Linked DNA regions of Mus musculus: all the other regions are linked to region 1. A link is a contact called in public Hi-C and HiChIP or PLAC-seq data. All regions are on one chromosome and are shown on one strand. The core of a region is the stretch at or near the end of the contact, and the rest is flanking DNA. Distances in the headings are between cores, read along the strand shown. Region 1 overlaps Rptor (regulatory associated protein of MTOR, complex 1). Region 2 overlaps Rnf213 (ring finger protein 213). Region 3 overlaps Rptor (regulatory associated protein of MTOR, complex 1). Region 4 overlaps Rnf213 (ring finger protein 213).

Region 1 (4,082 bases), core at 532-3,031:
TTATTTTCAAGATTGATTGTTTTTGAGACATAATCTTACCTTGTAGACCAGTCCAGCTCCAAATTTTCCATTTTAATAGATTGTATTGGTTTTGCTTCAGATACTTGGGCTTCCTTGTCAGAGTCCAATTGCACCTACCTCCTTCAGGTCCAAGGCAGAAATCACAGATGCTGTAAGAATAGCACACAGATAGCTGAGGGATGTCTGTCTTCCTGGTGCCCAAAGACACACAGAACATATACTAGGCCTCCGCACTCCCCAACCTGCCCTGCCTGACAAATCATGGCTATGTCACAGAACAGAGGGATAGAAGGGTTGGGGCAGGAGTGACGAGAGCTGTCAAGGCCCCCGCTGGAAGCTTCCATGTATCCTCAAGCCCCACACTACCACCAAACAGTTAAGCCCTGGCTGTCAGGGTCCCTGTCCCTGTGGGGAGAGAGAGCCTGATTGTTCCTACTCCTAAGGGTGCTGCCAGGGACCCTGTGGGGCTCCTGCAGGTACAGGGCCTCCTTGGGTGTCATCACGTCAGCTGCAAAGGCAGGAGTGGGGCTCCGTCACAACCTCCCCGACTCACAGCCCTCCCCAGCCCGCGGGTTCCTCTCAGGCTCACCCCATCTGATTAGAAGGCATTTTTCCCTCTGAGGCCCATTTCCAGCTCCCATTCCTTCTTGCTGCCATTCATCACCCCCTGCCCTTCTGCAGTATTTATGGCCACCGTGGGGAGCAGAGAAGCCTTCCCTCAGCTCTTCCCTGGCTAATTAGGGGCTTGAGGAGAGAGCTAACGAGGCTCCCTCCCTGCCAAAATGTGCTTCGCCTTTCTTTTCAGGAAAGGGAGAGATTGCTGGGAAGATTAATTGGCACTGAGCACCAGGCATCCCCACAGTTGCCTTCCAGGCTGTGCCCAGGCCCAGGCTCACAGGCTCTGCTCCACCTGCCTGGTAGGCCAGGCTCAGGGCAGACTCTCACGCAGATCGCAGATCAGGGCATGATTGACGCCCTGTGAACCCTGCACTACCCTTGGCCCAGTTCCTCTGGCCTGTGAGAGCCTTGCAGGTGGAGACCAGTTTCTCAGCCTGAGAGAGAAGAGGATATCTCCACAGAACACCCTGCAGCCAGCTCGAGGCTCCTCACTGCTCTCTCTTTGGGCTTAGGACATCCCCACGGGTGCTGACAGCTGTGTGACAAGTCTGTCTTGTGATTCGCACCGTTCGCTCATTGTGGCTGGCCTGGGTGATGGCTCGATCCGTGTCTACGACAGGAGGATGGCACTCAGTGAATGGTAACTGTCACATCTCCCCTCTCCTTAGCACTATTCAAGCTCCTTCCAGATGGCAGAGGCCACCCCACTGCCAGTAATAAGTCCAGATTGCTCAGTGAGCATGAAGTGTCTTCGGCAGTGCACAGTGGACCTCTGATACCAGACAAGAAGATGGCACCCAGGGCTAGAGAGAAGGCTCAGTGGGGTCAACCTTCACCTTTCACTGTCTGGCTGCTTCAAGTTGACCCCACAGACAGAAACAGTGACCTCACTAAACTGCTGACTAAGGCAGGACCAGGTCTTCCTCATCTCAAAATGGCACCCAGGCTTCAAGACCCTAACTGGGTAAACAGAGGAGAGAGAAATGAGGGGGTGGCCTAGGACAGCCTCGCTAGCCCCTCCTCCTTCTGGGTGTCCTCTTGAGGCTCCGCCCAAGGGCAGGGCTGCCAGCTCCAGTTCAGCCCACTCCTCCTAGCCCTACCTGCAGTTCCCTCCTGCAGAGCAGTTGGGGAGAGGAACTGGGCTGGGCCAGTCCTGACCACACCTTCCTCCTTAGCCGGGTCATGACTTACCGAGAGCACACAGCGTGGGTGGTAAAGGCCTACCTGCAGAAGCACCCTGAGGGCCACATCGTGAGTGTGAGGTAAGGAGCAAAATATGCATGAGACATTTGCTGTGAAAACATTATTCTCCCTCCATTTAAATATGTTCTTGGTGTTTAAATAGCTAGGGACTGTTGGCATTTCAGGGCAGTAACTGACAGTAACTCCGTGACTGGCCTGAAAGGTCAGAGGGCAGAGCAAGAGTCGGGGTGGAGGTGGCAGGTAGGCTGGGCTGAAGGAGGAGATGCACAGATAGGCGTGTCCCTCACAGGAGCAGCAAAGCAGAATGCACCAGGTGGGTGGCACCTCCCTAGCAAGTCACCTCAGTGCCAGCCAGCCTGTGCACGTAAACTCGGGCCCACTGCTCAGTAAATACTGTGCTGAGAGCAGTGGATCTTTATCTGCTGTTAAAGAGACAGCAAAGCATAATTCACTGTCACAAAGCCACCACTTCTTCAGAGAGATTTCCTTCCCCCCTTGTCTGTGGCATAAAGCAAAGCATAATTCTTGGAGTGGACATTGAAGCAGAAGGCTATAAGCACAGGCGAGGGATCCCTCAGCCATCTTCTGCCTCTGACAACTCTGTTCCTGGCCTTTCTTGTAATCTCTTCTCTGACCCTGCTGTGTCCCCCTTTGTGTGAGCATGCTATCTCCCTTTAGTCAATCCTAGCCTTTTCTGGCTTGAGAGGGGCAGCTTGATGGGAACCCTGGCTGCCAAGACCAGTGGGGTGGTTCGACGTGGGGATCTGTGCTCCACCTGACTTGGAGGGGTCCTGGGAGTCTACATGGCTTTGGCCTTACCAGCATGTGCAAGTGGGCATTGAAACTTCTCATGGCCAGTTATGCCATCCTTCAGAGCCAGGTTCCTCCCCCTCAGGGCTCCAGATAGTATCCCTAAGGTTGCCACCAGCAAGCATCACCCTGGTCCTTTCTCACAGTGTCAATGGAGATGTGCGCTTCTTCGACCCTCGGATGCCCGAGTCTGTGAATGTAATGCAGATTGTGAAGGGGCTGACAGCCCTGGACATCCACCCCCAGGCAAACCTGATCGCCTGGTAGGTACCCTGCCTGCCTCCCTCCATGCAGCCCCCTGTTTCTAAGCAGAAGGCCCTTTCAGAGTGTACAGCCTTTGTCTCTGTCCTCCACAGGACCTTTGAAAGAACAGTTTAGAGGGTGTAACTGTACTACCATGAAATAAAAACAAAAGATGTCTCCCCTGCCTTATCCAGCTTTGAGAACAAAGACCTGCCCCCTGGCATCTCTGGGGACAGGCCTGGTTCTTCCTGACAGTAACAGATGCGCAGCCACTTCCTGCCTCAGGGTGACACAGAGATGGACCTCCTAGCCTGTGTCCCCACTTGCTATAACTCTCAGCCTGCTCCTTGGACTGTCTTTCTCTTGCACCACAGGGAGACAGAAACTAATATCCTGACCATCTTTCCCTCCCTGCCACAGTGGCTCCATGAACCAGTTCACAGCCATCTACAACGGAAATGGAGAGCTGATCAACAACATCAAATACTATGATGGCTTCATGGGCCAGCGAGTCGGGGCCATCAGCTGCCTGGCTTTCCACCCACACTGGGTCTGTACCTTCACTCCTGGGTTTCTGGGAAGGGCAGAGGGGTTGGTGGGGGCAGCAAGGAGAGAAGTAACCCGGCAAGCCTGATCTCCTCCCTGACTCTAAGGATATAAAGAACTAAGATCTGTTAGGCCTGGGGTGTCCAGGAAAGCACTGCCCTGCCCCCTAGAAACCAGCCCAGTTCTTTTTTTTTGTTGTTTTTTTTTTGTTTGTTTGTTTTTGTTGTTTTTTTTTTTTTTCTTCGAGACAGGGTTTCTCTGTGTAGTCCTGGCTGTCCTGGAACTCACTCTGTAGACCAGGCTGGCCTCGAACTCAGAAATCCACCTGCCTCTGCCTCCCAAGTGCTAGGATTAAAGGCGTGCGCCACCACGCCCGGCTCCAAGCCCAGTTCTTAATGCTCAGGTAAAATAGATAACACAACAGCTAGTGTCCTCTGGTTTGGGGAGCAATAGAAATGTGTCATGAGCACGTGTGTCTATAACTGTAGTCACTCTACAGAGTGTTGTGTCGGTTAGGGTTTTGCAGAGTGGGCTCCAGAGGCGCCTGTGTGTATCACTGTTGAAGTGCACAGCATCAGATTCCCAGAACCATCCCAGGGGAGCAATCCTAAAACGAAGCTGCAGGGAATTGTGGGTAGTAT
Region 2 (4,214 bases), core at 43-2,542, 480 kb before region 1:
GGGCTAAGGAAGATCTCAAACCAGAACATGAAGAAGGTGTGTTGTGGGGACAGGTTAGCAAGTGCTGGCTTAGGAAGAACAGGTTAACTGCCACAGGGCGGGGAGCACTCAGTGTTAGAGCAAAAGCCCGAGTCTCATCCTCAGCACCACAAGCCCAAGGAAAGAGAGGTGAGTGAGGGAGGAGTGAAAACACACACACACACACACACACACACACGAGAGGGGTGGGGTGGGGGTGGTGGTGGCGTGTAGATTTAGTCAGATGTAATGACGTTGGTTCTGCTAGGTGTGGTGATGTTTCCTGTGGGCAAAGGCTAGTTTGCCTGAGTTTATCAATAGCTTTTTCAACTTCTATCTTAATTTCTTTAAACAGCTGTGCTTGGTGGAACTCTAAGGCAGGGTGGGTGTGACCTGAGACACACAGAGAACATGGATCTATCAGGCTGGGTGATGGTCCATTTGGTAAAGTGCCTGCCTGCCACACAAGCTTGAGGATCTGAATGAATGGAACCACACTGACTCCCAGCACACTGTGGCCTGCACTTACAGGGGCCAGATCCTTGCTTACTGTCCAGCCACTTAACTGGTGATTTCCAAGCCAATGAGAGATGCTGTCTCAGAAGCAAATGGATGGCTTCTGAGCAAACACAGTCTACTACACACGTGTGAAAACACACACACACACACACACACACACACACACACACACACACACACACACACACACACAGGTATGCTCAGAAGACAGAAAGCCTTGTGATTTTGTATTGTGACTTTACTAATGTGAGGCAGAAGCGTAGCTGTTTGGAATCAGTGCTCTGTGTGTCCAGAGGCCTTTCTTTTCTTGGCTCAATCTCCACAAACACAGCCACGTCAAGATTACATCCTCCCTTCTCTTCACTGTCTTAGGATGTCGAGAACGTCTTTAAAATGCTGATGCACCTTGTGGACATTTATCAGCACAGGTAAGTAGAGAGGCCAAAGGCAGCTTTGTTTTCCACACAGCTCTGGGAGGAATGGTGGCTGTCCCTGCTGGCCACAGCTTCCTGCACACATGCTGCCTCACTGGGGAGATTGCAAACCAACACCACGCTTTCCAAGCCATGAAGCGCTGTGTGTCCAGCTCTGGCTGATCAAGGTTTGCCCCTGCTCCATTTGCTGTGTGTCCCTTCACGGTACTTCCCGAGTCCTGGCTTCCATCTGGAGGCAATCAGGCGTTTGGAGAAGTCAAACGTGATCGTATGACTTCCTGTTCCCCTGGCTCTGACCAGGAGCCGAGCACAGGCAGTTGGAGGAAGGGTGAGTTCTCTCTCACTGTTTGAGGGCTACAGTCCACACCGGTGGGGAAGCCCTGTCAGGGGAGCAGGAAGCAGGTCTCGAGCTGCATCTGAAGTCAGGAAGTGGGGAGAGACCAGTGCTGATGGTCAGATCTTTTTCTGCCTTGACTTCAGCCTGCAGCTGCCATGAGTTGGAGTCACAGACATTTGTTCTGTGGGGACCCAGACTTTAAGTCCTCCGATAGTACAGCAAGTGCTTTTGACTACTGAGCCCTTTCTCCAGCCTCCACCCCCTTTTTCTTTTGCAAACTGAGGATTGAAACCCAGCATGTCAGGCATGCTGAGTAGTTAAACCCCTGCTTGCCCCGTGTGCAAACACACTCAGTAAACACGAACCAGCACGTGTAGGCCAGGAGACACCCCACACAGAGGACCCGCTCTTTTTAATTTAACCTTTTTCTTCCCCTCTTCGCTATTCTCATTTCTCACCTATTTCAATGATTTCTCTGTACTTTTTTTGGGTAGGATCTTTGGGGAGAACCTGCTACAGATCTACTTGACTGAGTGTTTGACCCTCCATGAAACTGTCTGCAACATCACAGCTAACCACCAGTTCTTTGAGATTCCTGCCCTGTCTGCTGAGCTTATCTGTAAACTGCTTGAGCTCAGTCCTCCAGGGGTGAGTGGGACTTGTTCGTCTGACACTGTATTGGAGGCGTAGGCTTCCGGTAACCTCAATTTGAAAGGGAATCCGAGCTGATTCAGCCATGAGGGAGTTGACTGAGGCTCTCTGTTCCAGCTGAGCTCTCTCTGGGCTGGAGGCAGTTCTGGGGCTTGGGTTGGAGGGAGGGAGGGAGGTGGTAGGCCAGGCTTCTGATGTCCAAGGGCAAGCTAAAGAGCAGAACCCCACTGTTAACTGGGTACTTCTTTCCCACTGTTGACAGAACACACTGGGGACCATCCTACCCTGAGCACAGGTCCACTCCTTGTTTTCCCCTTGGGAACTTTAAGTTAAACTGAAGAGCAAAATTGGTGTCCCTAGAGGTGGCCCAGTACACCTGCACCTTCACCAGCTTGCAGTCCTTTGTGCTTGCCGGAGAGAGCTGCATTCCGTGGCTGCCTCGTCAGATCTTCCTACCTCTCTTTGAACTTGATTTTTTTTTTTTTTTTTTTTTTTGGTTTTTTGAGACAGGGTTTCTCTGTGTAGCCCTGGCTGTTCTGGAACTCACTCTGTAGACTAGGCTGGCCTCGAACTCAGAAGTCCACCTGCCTCTGCTGGGCGCCACCACGCCCGGCTTCTGAACTTGATTCTTCTTGTCACCTTCAGTTGCCTTGTGCAGCTGAGATAGTGTTCTCTCATTGTTGTGGGTCACTCCCCCACCTGAGTCTGTGCGCCTCCATTTGGAAATGCTAGCGGACTTTTTCACTGTCTTTTCACTGACTTTCTTCACAAACACAACTCTGACTTTATCGATGGGAGATAGATAGTTAAATGTATATTTTAATGTTATTCCTTTTAGTTTTTCTTTACAAAATTTATACTGCGTGTATGTATGCATGTATGTGCATTTGCATGTGCACGCATGAGTGTATGTGAGAAAGACCCAGACAGAGACAGAGACACAGAGCCCACACCATGGTCTGGGTCTGGAAGTCAGGACTACTTGTAAGAGTCAATTTTCTCCTTCCATCCTATGGGTTCTGGGGATCAGACTCAGGTCTTCTGGATCGATGGTGACTATAGATTTTGTAATCCCTCTCTTGTGTCTACAGCATACTGACGAGGGGCTGCCCGAAAAATCTTACGAAGACTTGGTGACAAGCACCCTTCAGGAGGCCCTGGCCACCACGAGAAACTGGCTGCGCAGCTTGTTTAAAAGTCGCATGCTCTCCATTAGCTCAGCCTATGTCCGACTTACCTATTCTGAAGAGATGGCGGTAAGCCTTCCCGGGAGCTACAAAGCTGCCAAAGGCATATAGGTGTGGACATAGGGGACTGGGGACCATCCCTACTGATCAAGGGCTGTGATCATGGCCTGAACTCTAGCCAGGGAGTTCCTTCTGTAAAGAAGGGACCTTGACAACCCATGGCCTGATGGGAAGTGATGCTGGGCCTGGCTGGTCCCTTTGCTGTGAGGTGATGGAGATACAGTGTCAGGAATGCTGCTTACAGCTGGGGATGTGGGAGGCCATGTTGGAGCTGTAAGCTAGGTGTGTGACATGGAAATGGATGGCAGAGGGTAGAAAGGAAGTTCTTCTGTGGGGAAATAGTCAGATGTGCCCGCAGAAAGGCTGAGAGGCTACGGTCCTGCAGAGATGGGCTTGGGTTTGGGCACTTGCTGGGTTCATCACCCGGAAGTGTTCCAGAAGCACATGGTGCCTGCGGCTAATATGACAGTCACAGGTATGAAAGGCTCATCCCGAGCTGGCAAAAGGAAACGTGCAGAAAAAATAGAGACCCTCTACCCAAAGCCTGGAGATTAGGTTTTAGTCAGTTTTTCAGTCCTGACACTTGTGTAAGATGTGACCAAGGACTGGGGAATCAGGTAGAGTCCTGTGGCTGTCCCGGCTATCTCGGCAGCACCGTGTAATGCAAAAGTGACTGTATTTTGAAAAGAATATACTGAAGGCTTTCTAATATCTAATTAGAAAGTGCATAAGTGGAGTGAGCTTATCTGTACTTTTGTTTTTTAATTCTCTTAGTGGCAGGGTTTTTGTTTGTTTGTTTGTTTTGTCTGTTTTTGGTTTTGTTTTTTGTTTATTTATTTTTTTGTTTTTTCGCGACAGGGTTTCTCTGTGTAGCCCTGGCTGTCCTGGAACTCACTCTGTAGACCAGGCTGGCCTCAAACTCAGAAATCCGCCTGCCTCTGCCTCCCAGGTGCTGGGATCAAAGGCGTGCGCCTCCACTGCCTGGCTTTGTTTTTTTTTTTTTTAAGT
Region 3 (4,465 bases), core at 1,553-4,052, 270 kb before region 1:
TCTGTGTAAACAGCTATTAGTTCAGCCTGATGATCTGTCTGTCTGTCTACATGATTCAGGGTTTCTCTGTGTAGCCTTGGTTGTCCTGGAACTCACTTCCAGGACAACCAGGCTGGCCTTGTACTTAGAGATCTGCCTGCCTCTGCTCCCTGAGTGCTGGAACTAAAATCATGTGCTACAACTGCCTGGCTTGATTTTTATCTTTTAATTAAAGCAGTTAATTTTTTTTTATTTAGTCCTAAATCTAGCATCTTATTTATACTTAAAAAAAATGCATTGGAAATGTCTAATCTCTCTCCTTTACTCTTTGTGAAGTAACCTGGCCTTCTTCTGTAACAGCAGTCGAGGCAGCACAGAGGAGAGGAGAACAGTTACAGCACAAGGTCCCAGAAGTCATTTCTTTTGTTTGTTTCTGTCTGTGATTGGTTTATTCCCAGCCCCACCCCCTTGAGTTTTGGGTGGGATTCCTCATTTTAATGGAAAGATTTTAGAATTTCTTCTCACAAGGGCTTGGTGACATCAAATTTATTACTCAGAAAATATCTTTATTCAGCCCCGATTCTTGAAGAATATTTTCCCTGATATTTCTTACAGGCTTGTAGATGCAGTCTCACTAGGGGCTTCTGTTGATGTTAGCTAGGTGAAGGGCCTGGCTAGTTGGCAAGGCGCTTCTCTTCATGTTGGCTGGCTTCACTTCTCTCCACTGCTTTCAAGAAACTTCCTGTTTTCTCGGGGTGGGTGGGTATTTCTGCCCATTTTACCTATGAACTTAAAGGATTTTTTTTTTTTTTTGAGTCTGTGATTTAGTGCCTTCATCAGTTAAAAACAACCACCACCACCACCCCTCAAAAAAAAAAAAAAAAAAAAAAAAGACAAACCAAAACAACCCTGTCTGGAGCTGTCGCTCACTGGGCAGTGTTTACCTAGCAAGCTTGATGCGCTGGTTGATCCCCTAGCGTGGGAGAACCCTGTGTGGTGGTGGACACCTACAGTCCAGTGTTCAGGGAGCAGGGGCGGGAGGATCATGCTGAACTCCTAGTTAGAGTATACCTCTGTCTGTCTGTGTTGTCCTTTGTCTTTTTGCTCTTTGTTGTGATGTCCCTCCATTTTCTTCTCCCAGTGTCTAAACTGCTGCCTGTTGTTATCTGAATCCCCCCCTCTTAGATTCTAGGTAATTCTCTTATTTATTACTAATTTACTTAAACTAGTAACCATCCTGTTCCAGTCTTTCGGTGTGAGGATGTAGGTGTCCCCAGGCATGTGGAGGTCACATTTGCCTCCATGGCAGTTCCATCCTCTGGCTTTGGGGGCTTCTGCTGCTTCTGCTGGACATCTTCCCGCACTTGTTTATTCCTGTGCTTTGAGACAAAGTCTCACCACTATGTACTTTTCTCTGGCTTCAAACTCACAGAGATCCATCACCTCTGCCTCTCAAGTGCTGGAACTAAAGGCCTGGCCACTACACCCAGCTTGCTGTTTCTTCTTATTCTTTGTTTTTTGTTTTTTTTAATTTATTCATTATGTATACAGTGTTCTGCCTTGCATGTGTGTCTGTAGGCCAGAAGATCTCATTACAGGTGGTTGTGAGCCACCATGTGGTTGCTGGGAATTGAACTTAGGACCTTTGGAAGGACACACAGTGCGTTTAACCTCTGAGCCAGCTCTACAGCCTACTCCTTGTTTTTGTTGTTGTAAATTATTTGTGTGAGTCTGGAGGAGCCTGAGAGGAAGGGTGTCTGTGTTCACGTGGAGTCCCTGTTTGCTTCTACAGGCAGTTTGGGTCACTGTTGTAGTCATTGTTCTATTGCCATGAAGAGACACTGACCAAGGCAACTCAGAGATGCCCTGTCCCTACTTCCTCAGCGCTGGATTACAAGTGCACACACCACACCTGGCTCACTGACCAAGACATCTCTTCTCTTCTTCGTTAGCTGATGTTAACCATTTCCTTCTCAGTCTTCACCTTACCCATTTACATCTGGTTTGGAGGGTACCTCGGAAGTCATGAGATGTTGGCTGCTCAAGGAGGGAGTTGGAGGTCTGAGGGTGAAAGTGATTTGCAAAGGCACAGTGTCCCCCTGAACTCAGCCCAGCTGTCCCTAGAGTGGGCTATTCTGGTGAAACCGGACACCTGCCAGATGTGGTTTCTGGTCAGCAGGATTTTTCAGCTGCTCAGTGCTATTAAGTGACAGGACAGTCTTTATCGGACTCTGTGGGTTCAGAGCTGTGTCTGAGTTGATGTGTTATGAGGGCTCTTGGCATCCAGAAAGATGACAGAGAACCTGCTGCACATGTCAGCAGAAGGCTTTATGTAAGGAATTAGTTTGTCAGGATTTTAGACTGAAAGAAAGGAAAACTTGAGATGTTGGAAGATAACAGCAGGAGGTAGCCACCCCTTCCCCTAGGGCCTGGACAGAAGTTAGAGAAGGGCCTGTCCCACAGGTGGGGACAGAGATTGCTGTTGGCTGAGGTGAGTCCTCACAGAATAAAGGAGCTGGGGACCCAGGAGACAATCTGACAGAAAGGAGTGCATTGTGTTTTTTTTTTTTTTTCCTTCTTTTTTTCTTTTGCCCTCCTGCCTTTTTCTAGGGCACAGGAAGTTCTCTTAGAGAGGAAGCAGGACTTGCCGCAGACTAGTCAGGCTGTGCCTTCACTCAGTCCTTCTGCCTGTACTTGAGCTTCCACGGGCAGCAGCAGTTAGTCTTGTTACTTGTTTCTCCAAGTGTTCATGCACGCACCCTTCCTGGGAGGGAGTGGCACTAGCTAAGGTCAGAGCAGGTTTTCTGCTCTGGCTTCTTAGTCCCCTTCAGGCTGTTGCTTTGATTGCAGAGTCACAGCCCACCTTGGTAGCCATCAAAGGCTCTCTGGACTCTTCCTAGTCTTGTGGCTAGAGATTTGCTACATTGACACCGACCATCTGCCCAAGGGATAGGCGCCCCCCACCCCCCACCCCAAGTCAGGCTCAGACCCTCTCACTTCATGTCCTGCTACATGTCACTCACTGGGAGCTGCCATTCTTTCCAAGGGAGTGTCCTTTTAAAACATGGGAAGGAGTTAAGATATTTCAAAGAGGTTGGTGATTATGTAGCTGAGAAATGTTCAACCTTTTTTACAACCATGTTCTTCCTCAGGCTGTTGGTAGTGAAGTGAATTCAGTCAGGAAGGTTGCAATGACGTTCTACCTGAGCTTCTTAGATTAGCCTTTACTCTGTTAATAATTTTAGTGCCAAAGATTAGGACTGTGGGAGTATGCCCAACAGTGTTGTGTGGAGTCACCGGACACATCTGTGATTGACTGCTCTGTCTGTATTTTAGAGCTGGAACTTGAAAATCATCTCTTGACAGCCATTTGGAAAAGCAGGGCTGGTCACCATGTGTGAGCATGGCCTCCTTACTCCTGGCTCTTTCCTGATTGATCTTAGCTCCATCATCTGGGGGATTTCCTTGGAATCATACATTTTTAACTACAGGGGTAACTGTCATGTATGAAACTCATTTCTACTGTTAGGCAGGCTGTTTCTGGATTTTTCAATAATTTAAATAATTTTATGTGGCTGTCATATAGTTCACTGAGAGCATTTGCCTAGCTTGCCAAAGCCCTGGGCACTGAAAAAGAAAAAAAAAATCAGCAACTTGGGGCTGGAGAGAGAGCTCCACAGTTAACGGCACTGGCTGCTTTTCCAGAGAACCTGGATTTGGTTTCTATCCACCACATGGCCACTTAGAATCATCTGTATGTAACCAGTTCCAGGGGATCCAGTGTCCTTGTCAGTCCGTTGTCATTTCTGTGGGCAAGAATTTGGAAGTGTGCTGATCAAGTTCATTGATGACAAGAAATGGGAAAGTACAGGAACGGAGTGGGCGTGCACACCATGATTAGCATGATTCAGAGTGTGAAGTGGCAGGAAGTAGTGAAGTGTAATGTGTGCTCTAGTCGAAGTCCTGCCTGTAGAGCACTAGTTCTCACCCTGCCTAATGCCGGGGCCCTGTAATACAGCGTCTCTTGTGGTGACCCCTAACCACAGAGTGATTTTTGTTGCTACTTCATAATTGTAATTTGCTACTGTTATGAACGTAGTGTTAGTATCTGTTTTCCGATGGCCTTAGGCAGCCCTTGTGCTGTGGTCATTCAACACCCACTAGGGGATTGGGACTCACAGGGTGAGGATCAGTGTTGTAGATTCCACCCCCTCCCCAGTTCTGTTCCTTTTTCTTCCTTTTTACCTTTGTTCCTTCCTTCTTCCACTTTCTATTTCTCATTATTGTCCAGTTGTGAATAAACACTTAACTGTGTGAAGAGCATGGGGCATACAAAGCTGCGTGTGACACTGCCTCCACGGGTGGACAGAGTGCCTGCTGCACACGCTTTGCTTCTTCTGCACACTCAGCTGTGCACTGAGATGTTTTTTTTTTTTTCTTGATCTTCTCTGTGAGTAGCATCCTCAGAACAGAGCATACACAGGCA
Region 4 (3,945 bases), core at 196-2,695, 460 kb before region 1:
GGACATGTCTACTCACTCCAGCCTGTTCTCTGCTTCTGTCCCAATAGAAAGATTCTGCCAGAAATTTGGAGTGGCTGAAGACAGTGAAGGAAAGCCATGGATCTGTGGAGCTCTCATCTCTGTCCCTCGCCACAGCAATCAACAGCAGGGGCGTCTACGTTATTGAGGCACCCAAAGATGGCCAGAAGGTGAGCCTCCCAAAGTCCTGGTGCAGTTTTGTATGGCCCTGTGGTCTTGCTATAAAGTTATGGGACTCTGTGCAGGAACTAACTTATAAATGTGTGCTGCCCCCCAGATTTCCCCAGACACTGTTCTCCGCCTCCTCCTCCCTGATGGCCATGGTTACCCCGAGGCATTGCGCACCTACTCCACAGAGGAACTGAAGGAACTTTTAAATAAGCTGATGCTCATGTCTGGAAAGAAAGACCACAACAGCAATACAGAAGTGGAGAAGTTTTCAGAGGTGAGCAGATAGGTTTGTGCTGCTGCCCACAGGGGCCACTTTGGCGTCAAGCTAGGCCAGTCACTTTTGTTACTGAGCTATGGAAAGGGTCTGTGTAGGCTTTTGGTCAACACAGCTCTGCCATGGGTCTGCAGGATGTAGTACCCCGATTCACAACGCCAGAGACATATCTGAAGTAGGGTAGACCCTATGAGCAGCAGGTCCTCCTCAGGAGCCTCAGGAGGAACTGTGACCAGCTGTGGAGAAGAGATGGCCAACAGATATTCTTAGAAACAATCACCTCACTGCCTCCATACTCCTGTTGAGGTAGGAGGGTCTTGAATTTGAGGCCAGTCTGGAAATACGAGACCATGCCTTTACATACAAACACACACATACCCATACAGTCTTTACATTGACATCCTTTGTCTTTCCCTGGACATGGTGGCACACATCTTTAGTCTCAGCATTTGAGAGGCAGAGGCAGGAGGAATCTTTATAAGTTCAAGGCCAGTCTGGTTCCCTAGTGAATTCTAGGATATCTAGGGATACGTACTGAGACCCTGTCTCAAAAAAAAAAAAAAAAAAAAACAAAAAAAACAAAAAGAGAAAAAGAAAAAGGCAAAAAGGCGATGGGTGCTCCTTGTTAAGCCGATCGAATAACTATGGAGAGGCTGTGGTGTGATGACTATTAGGCAGATTTCTGTGAAAAGTGAGCTAGCCTAAGCCCTTTACCACTCCAAAGGCTTAATAGCAGGCAGGTGTGTGTAGGGTAGTGTGTCTTCCCCACAGGCGTGTGCTTTGGCCTCATGGTTCCCTTTCCCCCAGGTCTTCAGCAACATGCAGCGGCTTGTACATGTCTTCATAAAACTGCACTGCGCGGGCAACATGCTGTTCAGGACTTGGACTGCTAAGGTCTACTGTTGCCCTGACGGGGGCATCTTCATGAACTTTGGCTTGGAGCTGCTGAGCCAGCTGACAGAGAAGGGAGATGTCATACAGCTCCTGGGAGCCCTCTGCAGGCAGATGGAGGACTTCCTAGATAACTGGAAAACAGTGGTCGCCCAGAAGAGAGCTGAACACTTTTACCTCAACTTCTACACAGCTGAGCAGCTGGTCTACCTAAGCAGTGAGCTCAGGAAACCCAGACCTAGTGAAGCTGCCCTCATGATGCTATCCTTCATTAAAGGCAAATGCACTGTCCAGGACCTCGTACAAGCTACCAGTGCCTGTGAAAGCAAGGCTGACAGATACTGCCTGCGGGAGGTTATGAAAAAGTTGCCCCAGCAGCTGCTTTCTGAGCCCAGCCTAATGGGCAAGCTTCAGGTTATTATGATGCAATCCCTCGTGTACATGAGTGCCTTCCTGCCACACTGTCTGGACCTGGATGCCCTGGGTAGATGCCTTGCTCATCTGGCCACGATGGGTGGCACTCCTGTGGAGCGGCCACTCCCCAAAGGCCTGCAGGCTGGCCAGCCTAACCTGATCTTGTGTGGCCACTCGGAGGTGTTGCCAGCTGCACTGGCCATCTACATGCAGGCCCCCAGGCAGCCCCTGCCCACCTTTGATGAGGTGTTGCTCTGCACCCCAGCGACCACAATTGAGGAAGTGGAACTACTCCTGCGGCGCTGCCTCACTTCGGGCTCCCAGGGGCACAAGGTCTACAGCTTGCTGTTTGCAGACCAGCTGAGCTATGAAGTGGGCTGCCAGGCAGAGGAGTTCTTCCAGAGCCTGTGCACACGAGCGCACCGTGAAGACTACCAGTTGGTGATACTCTGTGATGCTGCCCGGGAGCACTGCTATATCCCCTCCACCTTCAGCCAGTACAAAGTGCCCCTGGTGCCCCAGGCCCCGCTCCCGAACATCCAAGCTTACCTGCAGAGCCATTATCAGGTCCCGAAGCGGCTCCTGTCAGCAGCAACTGTATTCAGAGACGGGCTGTGTGTTGGCATCGTGACCTCTGAAAGAGCTGGCGTTGGTAATGAAAGAGGTCCCCTCTCCCAGATACTGCCCACTGACACTTCCTTCTCTAGCAAGGCTGACTCTGATGAAGCCCTTCTTCAGGGGTTTGGCTCTTCCTTAGCTGTAAGCCACTGAGAACTCTGTCCTCTCACAGTTCCTGACCACCTCCTTCAGACTTTGTTGCAGTTTCTTTCCTCTGGGAGTGCTGCTGGCTTCTGGCATCAGTGCTGGTTGTGGTTGAGTGAGAAAAAACCCTGACCATGCTTCAGTTGCTGTTTGTTTCCTTTCATCCTGTCCTCTCTTCCTTGAACAACCCTTTTCTGTTGGGAGAATTTGGTTCCCCACACTCTACCTTTGGCCATCGCTGACTTGCGCCGTCAGTAGTCAGGAAAAGGGCAAAGTTGGTCAGTGGATGGTGGACAGGGAACCTGAAGATCCATGGTTAATGAAGCTGCTAAGAAGTGGCGGTGCACAGCATCTGGCTTGAATCAGAATCGCTTCTAAAATATCTCTATATTCTCTTCTTCTTGGTCTGTAGATTTGGGGCCTAATTTTTGTATGTTCATATTGTAGGAAAGTCTCTCTACGTGAACACACTGCATACAAAACTAAAAGCAAAGCTACGTGACGAGACGGTCCCTTTAAAAATTATTCGATTGACAGAGCCTCATCTAGATGAGAACCAAGTCCTAAGCGCACTGCTGCCGTTCTTGAAGGAGAAATATCAGAAGATGCCGGTTATATTCCACATTGATATCAGCACTTCAGTAAGTGTCCTGGCACCGCCACCCACGAGAGGAAGGCACTGCTCCCCGATTCTGACTGCCTCCCTACGCATGCATCCTGTCAAGGGGCAAACAAGCAGCTCTGTAGGGTGAACAGCAGTGGCTACCGTCCTACTGACAAGCCCCTGTGTTTCCTTCTTTAGGTTCAGACTGGAATTCCCATTTTTCTTTTCAAACTCCTCATTCTGCAGTACCTGATGGATATCAATGGGAAAATATGGCGTCGGAGCCCGGGTCATTTATACCTTGTTGAAATCCCACAAGGGCTCTCGGTACAGCCAAAGAGGTCTTCTAAACTGGTGTGTATCAAGAAAAACACAGAGGTTTGGTGGGGGTTAAGCACTCCTATCCCACACTATTTATTTATTTATTTATTTATTTATGCCAACCCAATGCAAGCTTGAGATATCTGAGAAGGGGGTACCACAATCAAGGAAATCCCTCTATGAGATTGCCTGTAGGCAAGTTTGTAGGGCATTTCCTGGGCCCAGTCCTCATCAGGGGACAGTGTCACTGGTAGGACTGTGGTTCTGGAAGAAAGCAGGCTGAGCAAACCATGGTGAGCTGACCAGTAAGGTGGTGGTCCTTCCTGGCTTCTGCTTTAGTTCCTGCCTCCAGCTTCCTGTCTTGAGTTCATGTCCTAATTTTTCTCAGACAGACAGTGTAACATGTGAGTTGTAAGGTGAACTAAACCCTTTCCTCTCCAAGTAGCTTTTGGTCATGGTGTTTTATCACAGCAATAGAAAATGATACCAG

Evidence for each region. A called contact is a pair of places that touch in the nucleus more often than the background predicts. HiChIP or PLAC-seq counts read pairs in DNA pulled down with a chosen protein or histone mark.
Region 2: a contact with region 1 is called in an H3K27ac HiChIP or PLAC-seq map of large pre-B cells, with 4 times the contacts expected there. The contact joins two enhancer-like sites. A contact is called at or near these places in 4 of 39 promoter capture datasets (the SN4741 cell line, embryonic stem cells, liver and 1 more), 5 of 15 datasets of contacts at CTCF or cohesin (the NIH/3T3 cell line, embryonic stem cells, large pre-B cells and 2 more), 12 of 484 Hi-C or Micro-C datasets (the G1E-ER4 cell line, bone marrow-derived macrophages, differentiating embryonic stem cells and 3 more), 5 of 115 datasets of contacts at active chromatin or transcription factors (T-cell acute lymphoblastic leukemia, embryonic basal ganglia, embryonic hindbrain and 2 more) and 1 of 9 other capture datasets (embryonic stem cells).
Region 3: a Hi-C map of embryonic stem cells shows a contact between it and region 1, with 2.7 times the contacts expected there. The contact joins two enhancer-like sites. A contact is called at or near these places in 5 of 39 promoter capture datasets (the 3T3-L1 cell line, the SN4741 cell line, hippocampal neurons and 2 more), 5 of 15 datasets of contacts at CTCF or cohesin (the NIH/3T3 cell line, embryonic stem cells, large pre-B cells and 1 more), 70 of 484 Hi-C or Micro-C datasets (the AML12 cell line, B cells, the C2C12 cell line and 39 more), 7 of 115 datasets of contacts at active chromatin or transcription factors (bone marrow-derived dendritic cells, differentiating embryonic stem cells, embryonic basal ganglia and 2 more) and 1 of 9 other capture datasets (embryonic stem cells).
Region 4: a Hi-C map of pro-B cells shows a contact between it and region 1, with 2.3 times the contacts expected there. The contact joins two enhancer-like sites. A contact is called at or near these places in 10 of 39 promoter capture datasets (the 3T3-L1 cell line, the C10 cell line, the SN4741 cell line and 4 more), 5 of 15 datasets of contacts at CTCF or cohesin (the NIH/3T3 cell line, embryonic stem cells, large pre-B cells and 2 more), 14 of 484 Hi-C or Micro-C datasets (the G1E-ER4 cell line, the HPC-7 cell line, bone marrow-derived macrophages and 5 more), 7 of 115 datasets of contacts at active chromatin or transcription factors (T-cell acute lymphoblastic leukemia, embryonic basal ganglia, embryonic hindbrain and 4 more) and 1 of 9 other capture datasets (embryonic stem cells).

What each region holds. Positions count from the first base shown.
Region 1 is chr11:119,893,105-119,897,186 of GRCm38.p6, forward strand. Rptor (regulatory associated protein of MTOR, complex 1) reads left to right here. Exons shown (of 34, transcript NM_028898.3): 30 at 1,152-1,279; 31 at 1,815-1,901; 32 at 2,799-2,915; 33 at 3,316-3,445. Among named protein-coding and RNA genes, the nearest start is that of Chmp6, 19 kb to the right of the region's middle. Within about 2 kb of position 1,782, at least 51 of the 459 cell types and tissues checked have an H3K27ac peak or open chromatin away from gene starts, as enhancers often do. A contact at or near this core is called in embryonic stem cells and pro-B cells, where this site is marked.
Region 2 is chr11:119,418,264-119,422,477 of GRCm38.p6, forward strand. It overlaps Rnf213 (ring finger protein 213), which reads left to right. Exons shown (of 68, transcript NM_001040005.3): 12 at 1-36; 13 at 910-965; 14 at 1,803-1,956; 15 at 3,051-3,215. Among named protein-coding and RNA genes, the nearest start is that of Mir1932, 30 kb to the left of the region's middle. Within about 2 kb of position 1,293, at least 56 of the 459 cell types and tissues checked have an H3K27ac peak or open chromatin away from gene starts, as enhancers often do.
Region 3 is chr11:119,619,334-119,623,798 of GRCm38.p6, forward strand. The region is part of intron 1 of Rptor (regulatory associated protein of MTOR, complex 1); the gene reads left to right. Among named protein-coding and RNA genes, the nearest start is that of Rptor, 19 kb to the left of the region's middle. Within about 2 kb of position 2,803, at least 15 of the 459 cell types and tissues checked have an H3K27ac peak or open chromatin away from gene starts, as enhancers often do. A contact at or near this core is called in embryonic stem cells, where this site is marked.
Region 4 is chr11:119,434,641-119,438,585 of GRCm38.p6, forward strand. Rnf213 (ring finger protein 213) reads left to right here. Exons shown (of 68, transcript NM_001040005.3): 24 at 48-188; 25 at 296-463; 26 at 1,271-2,420; 27 at 2,978-3,171; 28 at 3,333-3,488. Among named protein-coding and RNA genes, the nearest start is that of Mir1932, 46 kb to the left of the region's middle. Within about 2 kb of position 1,446, at least 42 of the 459 cell types and tissues checked have an H3K27ac peak or open chromatin away from gene starts, as enhancers often do. A contact at or near this core is called in pro-B cells, where this site is marked.